Linked DNA regions of Ovis aries: region 2 is linked to region 1. Evidence: chromatin contacts called from public Hi-C data. All regions are on one chromosome and are shown on one strand. Each heading gives the region's core, a stretch centred on a gene start, on an enhancer-like site or on the middle of the called end of the contact. The rest is flanking DNA. Distances are from core to core; before and after follow the strand shown.

Region 1 (6,427 bases), core at 1,503-4,002:
AAATGTGTTAAATTTATAGTACATAGAGCACAAACAGAAGGTTTTGATTTATAGATGGTTAAAAATTATGAGTCAAACTCAGGAAAAGAGTATTGAATGATCATTCAAGAGCATTAGAGCTATAAAAGAAAGATGCCCAAAGGAGAAATCTTAAGAATGTTCACATTTCCATGGAAAGCAAAGGAAACCAAACATAAATAGAAGGATCAGAAGAAAATAAGAGCCATGAAAAAGGAGGGAATTTAAAAGATAAAGAAATATTTCAGTTGCAGTGACACTAAAAAAAATAGTCACTCAATTTATTCATTCACTGATTTATCCCACAAATATTTAAGTGTCTGCAATAAGTCAAGTGCCATAGGAAGGTAGACTTGATAATCAGGTCACTGGTAAAGACAGAGAAATTTCTTTAGTGGTGGAACTAAAGGTAGAATGGAAAGGGCTGAGGACTTTACAATGCTTTAAAAAGTACTTTGCACCTCTTAACACATGCATATAGTTGTGCAACTAAAATACATGTATAATCAACCAATATCTCCTTATAAAAGTCAATAAATTAATTTTAGCAATACTGTGTGCACCTACAAATACTTATGTCTAGAAACAGTTCAATCTAACTTTCTTAATAACGTTTAGCATTATTCTCTATTTTATATATAAAATCTCTGTTGCACTAACAAAAGCTTAGGCTTGGAAGGGAAAAACAAAGTTAATTACCAAGCAAACTGGGCTTCATATTAGTTGTTGAATTACACTTAACAGTATAATATCTTAGCAAAATGAAATGTTCGCAGCAACAGACCTCTTTACAATATTTACCACCTATACATTAGGCATCTTCTAAGCCACTGGCCTCTAAACTTTTGATCACATATCCTATGCACACAAAATACATTTGGGAATGCACCCTCAATATGCTTGTTTATTTATATATGCATATTACTAACTTAATAAACTATCCAATTATAAATTCACAGAAATTTTTTTAAAAATAGTTTTATAAGATAAGCATAAGTTCTAATATCTTCTCCCCACATCTGATTGAATTACCTTGTGCCTCCCATCACACACAGCAGACAGTACTCCTAAGATCATCAATCTAGGCAATGACAAATTAAAATCTTTCAGTATAAATGCTAACCAAATAAAATCTCACGCCAGCAACTCATATATTATTTGTTTTCCTTCTATAGTACTAACTTCTTGTCTCTTATTTAACATCTGCATCCTCACTGCAGTTGCTTTAAAGGGGATATAAAGTTCAAGGAAAATGATTTTTTAAAGCTGCATCACCCAAGGGGATTTTCTTTCTCTGGAATATAGCTTAAAAGACTATACTTCAAAGCCTGCTGTCTCATACAAGTTATTTCAAATATAAGAAATGCCAATCAAACACTATAATGTTGCCAGAGGAATTTTTTTTTTTCAGTCATAAGCTTATTTTTGACTCCACTCTTTGAAAAAACTGTGCTGAGGTTAGGCAAACAACTGGAATCTGAACTTTTTCTAAAACATATTAACGGAATTTCTTGTCTCCATAAAGCCTGCGTTTCTATGGGCTTGGGTGTCTGTTAGTAAAATGACAAGATCAGTACAAAGGGGAAAGTGCAGCAATCAGAACCCCTACAAGCAAACAAGCAGTACCTGAAGATCTAAAGGACAGAGCTATTCCTGTTTACCATGAGAGAAAGTCACTTTTTTTAAATAAAATATAAATCATGGAATGCTGTAACTAAGAGACATCAGATCAGGTTTTTTTAAAAAGTGTTCAAAAAAAAACGAAGAGTAAATGCCAGTGTCATATTCTTTTGAAGTAGCACTATCCCTTCTCACAGATTTCAATTCCTCTCAACTCTTGTGCATTAGTGAGGAGACACTATTAAACTGTCACCTTGGAAGTGATCTAGCAGAAGCATCTAACCCGCGCTGGCCCGCGTCAGCACTGAGCCCTTCCAGGCATCTGCGCCAGGTGGACGGCAGCGCTGGACGTAGAGGGTGCGACACGTAGGCCCCTGGGGCTGAACCTGCCTTATTCTGGACACAAAAGAACTTCTAACAAGCGGAACAGATTGCTGAGCCCCTGAAGTGGCAGGCAACGTCCGATAAGACCATGTACCGAAAGAAAAAAAAAATACTAATAACTGCCGAGAGACAGCGGAGCAGAGCGGCGAGAGGATCCTGTGCCTAAAGCTCCTGAGCATCATCAGCCTGGCTCTCGGGGAGGCTCTGAGCTCCCTGCGCCTTCGCGTCCTCAAGGGAAAGGTCTGGCCGCCACGCCCCCGCCACCGCTGTCTCCCTCTGGAAAAGCTGAGAGGACCCGGCCCGGCCCGGAACCCTTTGTTGCTGCTGCTGCTGCTACTGCTACTGCTGGTAAGTCGCTTCAGTCGTGTCCGACTCTGTGCGACCCCAGAGACGGCAGCTCACCAGGCTCCCCGTCCCTGGGATTCTCCAGGCAAGAACACTGGAGTGGGTTGCCATTTCCTTCTCCAATTGTAGGGGAAGATAAAAACAGTGGCCTCAGGACCTAGTAGCTTCCGAAAGGACCAAACCCGAGGCTCACCCCACCTGGCGTGTCACTCCCACTTACCCATTAATGTGGCACTAGCCGGCGCCCTGACTTCCCAGTCTCCGGCTGTGGCGGCTGCTGCGGTAACTGTGGGGTCAGCCCTCCGCCCCTAGCTATGAGTACAGAGACCAGGCTCACAACGCAAGATGGCGGCCTCCTGCGCCCCTTACTCTAGACCCCCAAGTCTGGGCTCCCAGAAGCCCTTGCACGCGGCAGCGGTGGCGGCGGCGGCGGCGGCGGCCGCGAAGCTGCTGCTCCGACAGGCAGAGGGGCGGAGAGACGCGGACGCCCCAGCCCCACCCACTCATGGAGGATCCGGCGACTTCTAGACTCTGGGATTTTAACTCTGCGCGTTGCTGTGGCAGAAGTGTGTCCTACTGCCCTGACAGCAGTAGTGCTCCCTGCCAGTTCTGTCATTCACCCGTTCGTTCTTTTGTTCATCCATCCGCCCAAGCTTCCATCCATTCATTTATTCATTTTACAACGTAGTATTGACGGAGGGACTAATCTGTGCCAGACTTGATTTGATGTTGGAGGTACAATAGTGTACACAACGGATAAAAATCCTGACCTCGTGGAGCTTCATTTTCTTCAACCTCATTCACTTCTTCCTATCTTCTCTGCTCATTTGTTTCAACCTTTCAGTTGAAAATTTTTGGATGCCGTGACATCTGTGGATTTTTTTTTTGCAAAATAGTAGCCACTGATGTATGAAATAACTCCAAGTAAAGTACTCTTGATTTTTTATAACACACATACAGCCTTGTTCAACACATGGTTCAACCTTGGGGTTGAACAAGCAGTATTGAAAACAGGTTGTTTTCTCTATGTAGTTCTAGGCACAGAATATGCAAGATAAATAACACATGATTCCTTCCCCAAAGAAGCTTCTGTTTTCCATCTCTTGTTCTTTTTGTTCTCTTTTCTGAGAAAATTTTGGGTTATCTTACAGCTCTCTATTAATATGATTTTTTAAATTCTGATATTGTATTTTTTAAGTACCAAGAGCTGTTTCATATTTTTAATTCAGGGATCAAAATAGCGTTATCTTGTAACCGTGAAGCAAGAACAGGTCTTTGCCACCCTCCATAGTTAGAGGACTTTGGCACGCTGTAACATTATAAGCCCTTGCTTGATAATGTGAGAGTGCTACTCAGTCAGGCCCTGCTGCTGCTGCTAAGTCGCTTCAGTCGTCTCCGACTCTGTGCGACCCCAGAGACGGCAGCCTACCAGGCTCCCCCGTCCCTGGGATTCTCCAGGCAAGAATACTGGAGCGGGTTGCCATTTCCTTCTCCAATGCAGGAAAGTGAAAAGTGAAAGTGAAGTCGCTCAGTCGTGTCCGACTCCTAGCGACTCCACGGGCTGCAGCCTACCAGGCTTCTCCATCCATGGGATTTGCCACGCAAGAGTGCTGGAGTGTGTTGCCATTGACAGTGGATATTGTGGATTCGTGTAATGCCTTAGGACACAACCTGAGAATTCATTCATAGAGACCTCTGAGTCTAGTGTCTCGTCTTAAATTAGGCGTTGGAACCTTGACGGGGAAACGACTACGACTCCCACAATCCACCACGACCCAGATCAGCGTGCAGAGGTTCATGCTGGGATTCCTTCTCTTCCGGGGAAGAGAGGAAAAGCTTTTTTGAATGTGCGTCCGGAGGCTGAGGCTTTTCAGAGTCGCTGGTTCTCTTCTCGGTTAACCGTCAGTGTCTGGGTAAAAATAAGGGCCTACCTCAGTTTTTCAGGCCGGGAAAGGGAATCGACAGCGCGCAGCACTCCTTTGCCCGCGAGCCAGACGGCATCTGCTGCGGGATCCGAAGAAGAAGGGCAGTGTGACAGCGGCCGGCTCTTCAGGCCGGTAGGAACTGACCGTCCCAGCCCTGGATCCCTAGGCCGAATGCTTTGACCCAGTTAGTATCGGGACTGGTTTCATATCCTGGCCTTGGGACGTTGCCATGGACCTTTGGGCAGGCTCCGGCACCTTCCGCCGACCTCCACACATGTGTCATCCACTTGCTCTAAGTGTTGGGGAGCTCAAGCACACCATTCTGGGTCCCGGCCCGGGAAAAGAAGAAAATTCTCTGAGTGTCACGTTCTTTGCACTGATGGTTTGGGAGAATTTACATCAAAATCAGAGACTGTTTTCACTTGTCTGAGGAAAAGGGGTGGGGGGCAGGGAGACGAAGTTGGGCGATCTTATTAAACTAAATTTATTTAAATAGTGGGGATAGTTTCCTTATTTTCACTTTCTCTTTGTTTTAAAACAGTTTCTAGCTGAAAGATAGTCTAGGTAGTAGAAAGGTTGTGACTGTGCTTGCTTTTGAAAAACTTCTTAGCAAAATTTGTGTCAGAGCCAGAAATTTGTAAAGCCCAGAAGTGACTGCTGATTCAGTGTAACTCATTTTGTAGGCCGAACCTCAGAAAGGGGAGGTGTGTCATCTAAAATTATGAAACCTGAGATTATAACGCAGTTCTCTTGACTCTGGAATCAGTGCTCTTTTTAACTGTGTTCACTGTGCTTTTATGTTTTGGGTGGAGAGTGCACCTCTGGAGCCTGACTGGGTTAGCATTTGGGCTAATCATTTTCTGGTGCTGGTGACTTTGAGCCAGTTTCCTTCATTTAGAATGATCGTGTGTGCCCAGTCAATTCAGTCCTTACAACCGCATGGACTATAGCCTGACAGGCTCCTCTGTACATGGGATTTTCATGGCAAGAATACTGGAGTGGGTTGCTATGCCCTCCTCTAGGGGATCTTCCCGACCCAGGGATCCAACTTGCGTCTCCTGCATTGCAGGTAGATTCTTTACCGCTGAGCCATCAGTGAAGCCCAGAATGATAGTAATGGTGCTTTAATTAGTTTGACATATAAAACTCTTCAACTGTTAGCTGCTATTATGGAATTTGTTTATTTGCGCAACTGATTGTTAACTTTAAAGTTTTTGTATTTAGATATATTGGTTGATAAGGTTTCTTCTCTTTGTTTTCTCTTACTTGGCTTATTTTACCTGGGTGAGTTTATATACATTATTTTTTCTTTACCTCAGTCCAGACACACTGAAATTTTTGAAAAATTTTTTATTTCAATTTGCAGTATCATTGCCTTTGTTTAGGGATTCCCTGGTGGCTCAGAGAGTAAAGAATCTGACCCAGGGCTGGGTCAGGAAGATCCCTTGAAGAAGGAAATAAGAACTCACTCCAGTATTCTTGCCTGGAAAACCCCATGGATGGAAGAGCCTGATGGACTACAGTCCATAAAAGTCAGACACGACTGAGCAACTTCACTTTCGCTTTGCCTTTGTTTTATCCAAACCATTAACTTGAAATACAGTAGTTGAGATTTATAAATAAATTAGTATATTTGAGGAACAGTAAGGACATTGAAAATTTCTTCATCTAAATAATCTAGTCATAAATAACATATATAGTTGTTCCAAATCCTTTTATAAAATGTATTTTCTTTTTCTTCAGCTCTTACTTTCTAACATAAATAACATTGTATTCTTTTCTAGTTACCTGCTCTACCATGCTATCTTGTGATATTTGTGGTGAAACAGTATCCTCAGAACCAGACATGAAGGCTCACCTAACTGTTCACATGGAAAATGAAGTTATATGTCCATTTTGCAAGTTGTCAGGTGTAAATTATGATGAAATGTGTTTTCATATTGAAACTGCTCATTTTGAGCAAAATGAACTAGAAAGAAACTTTGAGAGGATTAATACAATACAGTATGGAACTTCCGATAACAGGAAGGACAGCAGCCTACAGTGTAGAGCAGACATTAATTCAAGTGTTCATTCAGCTTGTGCATCTAATCAGCCGAAGATTTCAGCTCAAAGCCTGCCTGAGGATGGTACTT
Region 2 (6,427 bases), core at 1,242-3,741, 230 kb after region 1:
CACTTACTTCATCAACAGCATTGAGCACTTACCAAGTCTAATATTCAATGAAATTCAAAATGAGATTTGAAAACCACCAATTATTGTTCCTTGGCAAACTAATACAAACAAGCTCTCTTTCTTAAACTAGGTATGAAAATACTAAAGTATGAAATCATCAACACATAAGAAAGCTATAAAAAATAGTACACCTTGCAAATCCTCAAAAAGATTCCAAAAGACCAAACACAGAAATAAATGACTCCAAAGTCCGCTTGCCTTTGCCTTGAGATTTCATACAGAAGTTGACCAAAGTTCCTAAATAACTATAAATCAGGACAGCTCATTTTAACTTATTTAATACAACTGTAGGGGTGCTGATAGGAATTAAGAGACAGAAGGGCTCAGCTGATACTGCAGAATACTTGAGGCGTCCAAGATTCACAAATTTTCTTTTATTAACTTGGCTCAGAATTCTCAAGCACTTTTGCATCTGACAAGAATTTCACATACCCAACTATATCAGCCCCTAGTACAATTTGAAAGAACCATCCAATTATTTTAGGGTTAAAATGTATCACTTTTACAAATGTTTATAAGCACAATATTTAATGAGCAAATCTTAATGTTCAAAGAAATGAGAAGAGCACATCTTGTGCTTTCTTAAGTCTGCCTATGTTGTGCTCATGCCTGTCCCATTTCCAATGTATCAGAAAGGACCAAATGTCATGATTAAGAGTATATCCAGCAACTGACCCTATATTCTGTTTTATTTAGACATTGATACATAAGCAAGGATACAGAAGGGAGCCAGACTCCATACACACTCACCCAGTTAATGACACTCTCAAACCCCTCTTCACTCATCCCCTTAACATCCTCACAGCACAGCTGAACTGCTGGTGAGAGAGAACATGAACAGGACTGGAACTATACAGGGATAGCTGAGAGACATAAGCCTGTTGGCAAAGCAGAACAAAATTTGCTACCATTGCAAGCAGTGATCAAAGGGTAGAGCTAAGAAAACTAAGCTAAACAATGACAAGGGAGAGGTGTTGCGGTTTATGAGTTAAAATAACATTACCTTACACTGAATTCTGACAGTCAGTGATGGACGACACTCAAAGGACGGGGTAAGGAAGGTAAGTCCCACAAACCTAGGCTATACTTGCTCATATTGGCTTTATTAGACCACCTCTCAAAACCTGAGTGTCAAGTGAGAGAAGCCATACTGATATGCTTATCTTGCAGCATTTTCAGAATCATCAGAAGGATGGTTTACTACAGAAGAATTCTCTTCCTTGAAAATATACCTAATGAACTTCTCATTACCATTTTACATTAGCCCAGCTTACCAAGTAACCTTCTGCTCCCCGTCATACCAGCTGGAGTGGAACCGAACTCTTATTACCAGTCCTGCTACTAACTTGCTGGCCAACCCAGAGCCAACCGCTTGCCTTTCTTGAGCCTCCACTACCTTGCTTCTAGCAAGAGGAAGCCAGGCTGCTGCTGCTGCTAAGTCGCTTCAGCCGTGTCCGACTCTGTGCGACCCCATAGACGGCAGCCCACTAGGCTCCTCCGTCCCTGGGATTCTCCAGGCAAGAACACTGGAGTGGGTTGCCATTTCCTTCTCCTAGATGACGTCTAACATCCTACTACAAGTCTAACTACCTGTGATCTTACAGTGGACCTGAAATTTGAGCCAACTCATTCATTGGGCAATCTGCAGAATGTCAGAACATAAAAAAAAAAAGAGAGAGAGAGAGAGAGAGAAGAGAAAAACGACAAACTTCAGGGACAAGACTACTCTCAAAACTGATCCTGGGTAACTTTGAGAATTCTGAATCCCACAAATTTTAAAACAGCAAATATGAGAAAAAAAAACAGCCTGAATAATGGTGAAAATGTGAAAACTGACACTTCTGCGGCTCTGGAAAGACTACTCCCACTTGGAGCACCTTCATTCGTGTATTTCACTAAACCTCGCGCTCCTGTTAGTTCAGGTCCGTTCAGTCGCTCAGTCGTGTCCGACTCTTTGCCACTCCATGGACTGCCGCGACACAGAACCAAAGTGCACCCGACTGAATTCCAGGCCTGCCACTCCAGGGACCTCGCCCGGACTTTCAGATTTCAAGGAATTAGCGGAGAAGACAGAACAGCCGTAGAGTTACTAGTAAATGCCCGATCACTGCAAAAGAGCTAGAGGTGAGAGTGGCGAGCGAGGTGGCCACGCGGCCTGGCTGCTCCCTTCTCCATCCTGGCGGGGGATGTCGAGGGCCGTGGAGGCGGCGGCCCGTCCCACTCCACCTCGGGGAGCTGCCGGCCCGTGGCCGCGGAAGTCACCTGTGAAGGAGTCAGGGTAGATGGACTCCAGAGCCTCCAGCTCGTTGCGCTGCTCCTCGCCGTAATCTGTCATCGCGGCCCTCGCTGCAGCCCATGGATCGCCCAGAGACCCAGGCGGCGTGCTGCAGCCTGGACCTCGGCCGCGCCGGGAGAGCAGGCAGCGGCCGGGCGGGCGCAGGCGCAGAGTCCCAGGCAGAAAGGCCTGGGGCCCACAACCAGGCGGGCCTGCTGATCAACAGCCCCGCGCCGGCCTCCGTCTGCTCCCTAGTTCCACGTTCGACTCGTCGGGCCTGGCCGTTGGGCTGACTGTCCCACGCCCGCTCGGGACTTGCTGGGATGGGGAAAACACCTGGTCTGGCATTTGCCACAGACACCTAAGGATTGGTTACCGGGTTTTGCAGAGCCGGAACAAGAGAAGGCCCTCAGCGCCGCATCCTCGCTCTACTAGTCTGGTCTTAAGGCCAGCCTCGGGTACCCGGGAGGGACTGTCTAGCTGGAGGCGGGACGCTGCGGGCGTCCCTGCACTTGATCGCTTCGGGTCTCCGGGTTGCGACCCCGTGGCAGCGTCCACAGGGCGGATGCCCACGTCCTAGTGCTGACTAATGGCGTGTCCCAGGAGATGTCTACGTTTCTGGAACCTCCAAGTTCTGGGCATCCCACAAGACTGTAGAATCCAGTGGGCAGAGGAACAGCTCTCGTAGTGCATCAGACGGGTCCAGAAAGCTCGGCCCAACCTCCGAGTAACGAGTCAGAGTGGATCTGGGGGAGAAAGCAAGTGAAAGTCCTGAGATCATCTGAATTTGTAAAATGAACGCGGCAAGATGTAGATCTAAATATTCTGAGATCGCGTATTTCTGAACTGATGAAAGGGGGGTAAGTTTCTGTAACAGTTTCGGTAAGTATTGTCTCCGAAGAACACTCAAAACCTTTGATTTGGAAGGATGAAACTGAAGAAGTAATAGTACTTAATACATATACGTCTCTTATCTTCCAGTTCATCACAGCAGTTACAAAGAGTTTTTAAAAAAAAAAAAAGAAAAAAAAACTGTAACGGCACAAACTATGGCCAAACATGGTACTTTTATGAAATGAAAGCTAAAGATCCATTTATGTGTATAATAAAGGAAGATTTTTAGTTTTTTAATGCAGAAAAATATAAGAACATTAAAAGATTTTTCATATTCGTCTGTATTTTTCTTTTTGTTTTTGTGTTAAAGCTTAGAGATAAAGGCTCTGAAGTTTTCTCTTGCTAAAAGGATGATGTCCCATGGACCAGAAGGTATCTGATATTCTGTTGGGACTTATTGCCTCCTTGGCAACCCACTCCAGTATTCTTGCCTGGAGAATTCCATGGACAGAGAAGCCTGGCAGGCAAGAGTCCATGGGGTAGGAAAGAGTCGGACATGACTGAGCGACGGACACGCACTGCTTACTTAGCAGAAGGATATGTGAAAATGAACATATTCACTTTGGTACTGATTCCATGTCTTCGGTATTAAGAGTTATTAGGGGAGAATCCCAGGGAACGGGGAGCCTGGTGGGCTGCTGTCTATGGGGTCGCACAGGGTCGGACCCGACTGAAGCGACTTAGCAGCCGCAGCAGGGCATTGAAAATGGAAACTTTTCTGAGGATGGTAAGAATCACATGAAATACATGATACAGGGTGCTTCTGGATATCCTCGGTTTAGGGAAATCAGGGATTTGTTACTGGAGGAGAAGGTTCTGTGCAAAGGGGAGAGCCAGTGCTAAGATCCTAAGGTGAGAGCCTGCTTGTTATTTTGGAAGCCAGTGTGGCTGGTGCATGGTGAACTGGTGTGGGAGTTTGCAGGTCCTATAGGATCATTGGAGGATTTAGGTGGAAGAGGGACAAAGTCTGAAAGTGTGGAGACCAGTTGCTGCTGCTAAGTTGCTTCAGTCACGAACAACTCTGTGCGACCCCATAGACGGCAGCCCACCGGGCTCCCCTGTCCCTGGGATTCTCCAGGCAAGAACACTGGAGTGGGTTGCCATTTCCTTCTCCAATGCATGAAAGTGAAAAGTGAAAGTGAAGTCACTGAGTCGTGTCCGACTCTCAGAGACCCCATGGACTGCAGCCTACCAGGCTCCTCCATCAGTGGGATTTTCCAGGCAAGACCAGTTAGGCCATGGCAATAATCTAAACAAAGATGATGATTTGGACGAAAGCTATAGGACCAAACAGATTCTGGATATATTTTGAAGGTGTCAGGATTTGATATGGATTGTAAGAAAAGGATGAGTAAGGGGTGATATTTGGCAAGAACAACTGGAAAGATGAAGTTCTTTTGACCAAAATGACAAATGAGGAAGACAGAATGAGTTTGGCAAGGAAGTTGATAGCAGCTTTAATCCATGGATCAAAGAAAAACACCAAGTAAAAAATTTTTTAATTTCCTAAATGATAATCAAAACACAGGTAAAATAGATGCAGTGAAGCAACCAATTTAAGCTTTATATTAGGAAAAGAAGGTTGGTTACAAGTTTTAATCTTGTAAATGAAGCGCCCCTTTATCTCCTTTACTTTTTTATTAACAGAATTTTTGGTAAAACATCATTTTCAAATCTGTTGTATATTTACTGTAAAACCTTCATATTTCAGGATGCTCGAGTGATTCTTTAATTTTTAGTACTAAAGATAACTTCCAGTGCTAATGTAAGCAAGAGAACTCACTTCCAAATCTTTGTGTCACCTATTTGGGCATCATTAAGCATTTTTGGTTGATTTCTAATTTCCTTTTGACACAGACACTTCACAAAACACCCACCTAAAAGTGGGTGATTTTTATGAGACAAACTGGCTTTCTTTCAGTGTCTCATTTTTAATTTGTAGTTAAAGATGTTACAGGATAAGTGTGTTTCAAGCTCTGCAGACAGGTAAACGATATAGTGGAACCAAGCATCACGGGATCTGAAGCCAGAAGTGGGAATCCCAGCCTTAGCACTAATCTTTACAGGTTATATAAACTTTTTAAGATCATTCGAATAACATGAAACAGTGTATGTGAAAGCACACTGCAAATTTTCAAATAGGTTATCAGCATTAGTAATTAGAAATATATAGAAATATGTATATATTCCTCTGAAGCAGTTCTATTTTCTCTCTTCTCTGTTAATCTTTATTGCTAAAGAAAAATGTCCGTGAGAGATTCATTGTATCATTTGTGTTTTTTTCTGCAAATAATGCAAAGTCACAGTTGCTACTTCCCAATATTAGCAGTCTTCAAAATGTGTTTTGAAGTTGATTTTTGCTTTTCTGTGCTTATGAGTTTTTTAGGCCATCTCACTTTTCTCAGAGGTGCAGAATTGAGAATTCCCTATTTAAAGGTTAATCTTAATTCTCAAACAGTTCATGTGGCTAATGTTTCATTTAGTCTGGTGTTTCAAAGACTCGATACCCTCATAAATGCAAACACCATATGCAATTCTGATTCTGAGAGTTCCTCTGAATGGTAGTGAATCTCTGAATCACTTCCAGCCTAATTAATCTTCCTGACTGACTTAACATAAAGGGACCAGAGTGATCTGTTACAATGTAAATCAGGTTATGTTACTCTTTGCTCCTGACTGCTCCCTCCCCATCTCAGATTAAAGGCCCGTGTGTTGACAGTACAAGCGGCTCCCTGACCATCACCTGCACCTCTCAATTTCTCTGACCTTACCTCCTATTACTCTGTCACCTGTTCTGTGCTTCAGCCTCGATAGCCTCCTTGCTGTTCCTCAAATATGCAAGACAGGCTGTCCTCCTGCAAAGGGACTTCCTGTTCGCTCTATCTGGAATGCTCTTCCTCCCATGCCCACGTAGTCTACTCTCTCATCTCCTTGGAATCTTCTTCACATATAACTTTTCAATGAGGCTACCTGAACCACTGTACTTAAAATTACAGCCACTATTGATTCCCTTTACCCTATTTTATTTTTCTCATGACACTTTAAAATTACACTGTGTATTATGTTTATTCTCTCTGTTAGAATGTAAATTCCTTAGGGTCAGTGATTTTAGATACTGTTGTACTTTATGATATAGGGTAGTGCCTGACACACAATAGGCACTCAAAAAATATATATAGTCTCTGAAGGAGTGAATCC

The links. Hi-C and Micro-C count contacts between places; a contact is called where the count stands out from the background.
Region 2: a contact with region 1 is called in a Hi-C map of hypothalamus, with 2.3 times the contacts expected there. The contact joins the promoter of RWDD1 here to the promoter of KPNA5 in region 1. A contact is called at or near these places in 2 of 16 Hi-C or Micro-C datasets (hypothalamus and skin fibroblasts).

What each region holds. Positions count from the first base shown.
Region 1 is chr8:21,147,972-21,154,398 of ARS-UI_Ramb_v3.0, forward strand. KPNA5 (karyopherin subunit alpha 5) reads right to left here and starts at 2,753. Exons shown (of 14, transcript XM_004011176.5): 1 at 2,588-2,753. The coding sequence starts at 2,591. ZUP1 (zinc finger containing ubiquitin peptidase 1) reads left to right here and starts at 1,968. Exons shown (of 10, transcript XM_060419471.1): 1 at 1,968-2,370; 2 at 6,077-6,427. The coding sequence starts at 6,091.
Region 2 is chr8:21,376,506-21,382,932 of ARS-UI_Ramb_v3.0, forward strand. RWDD1 (RWD domain containing 1) reads right to left here and starts at 2,492. Exons shown (of 8, transcript XM_042253285.1): 1 at 2,323-2,492; 2 at 811-938. It overlaps TRAPPC3L (trafficking protein particle complex subunit 3L), which reads left to right and starts at 2,780. Exons shown (of 7, transcript XM_042253288.1): 1 at 2,780-3,195.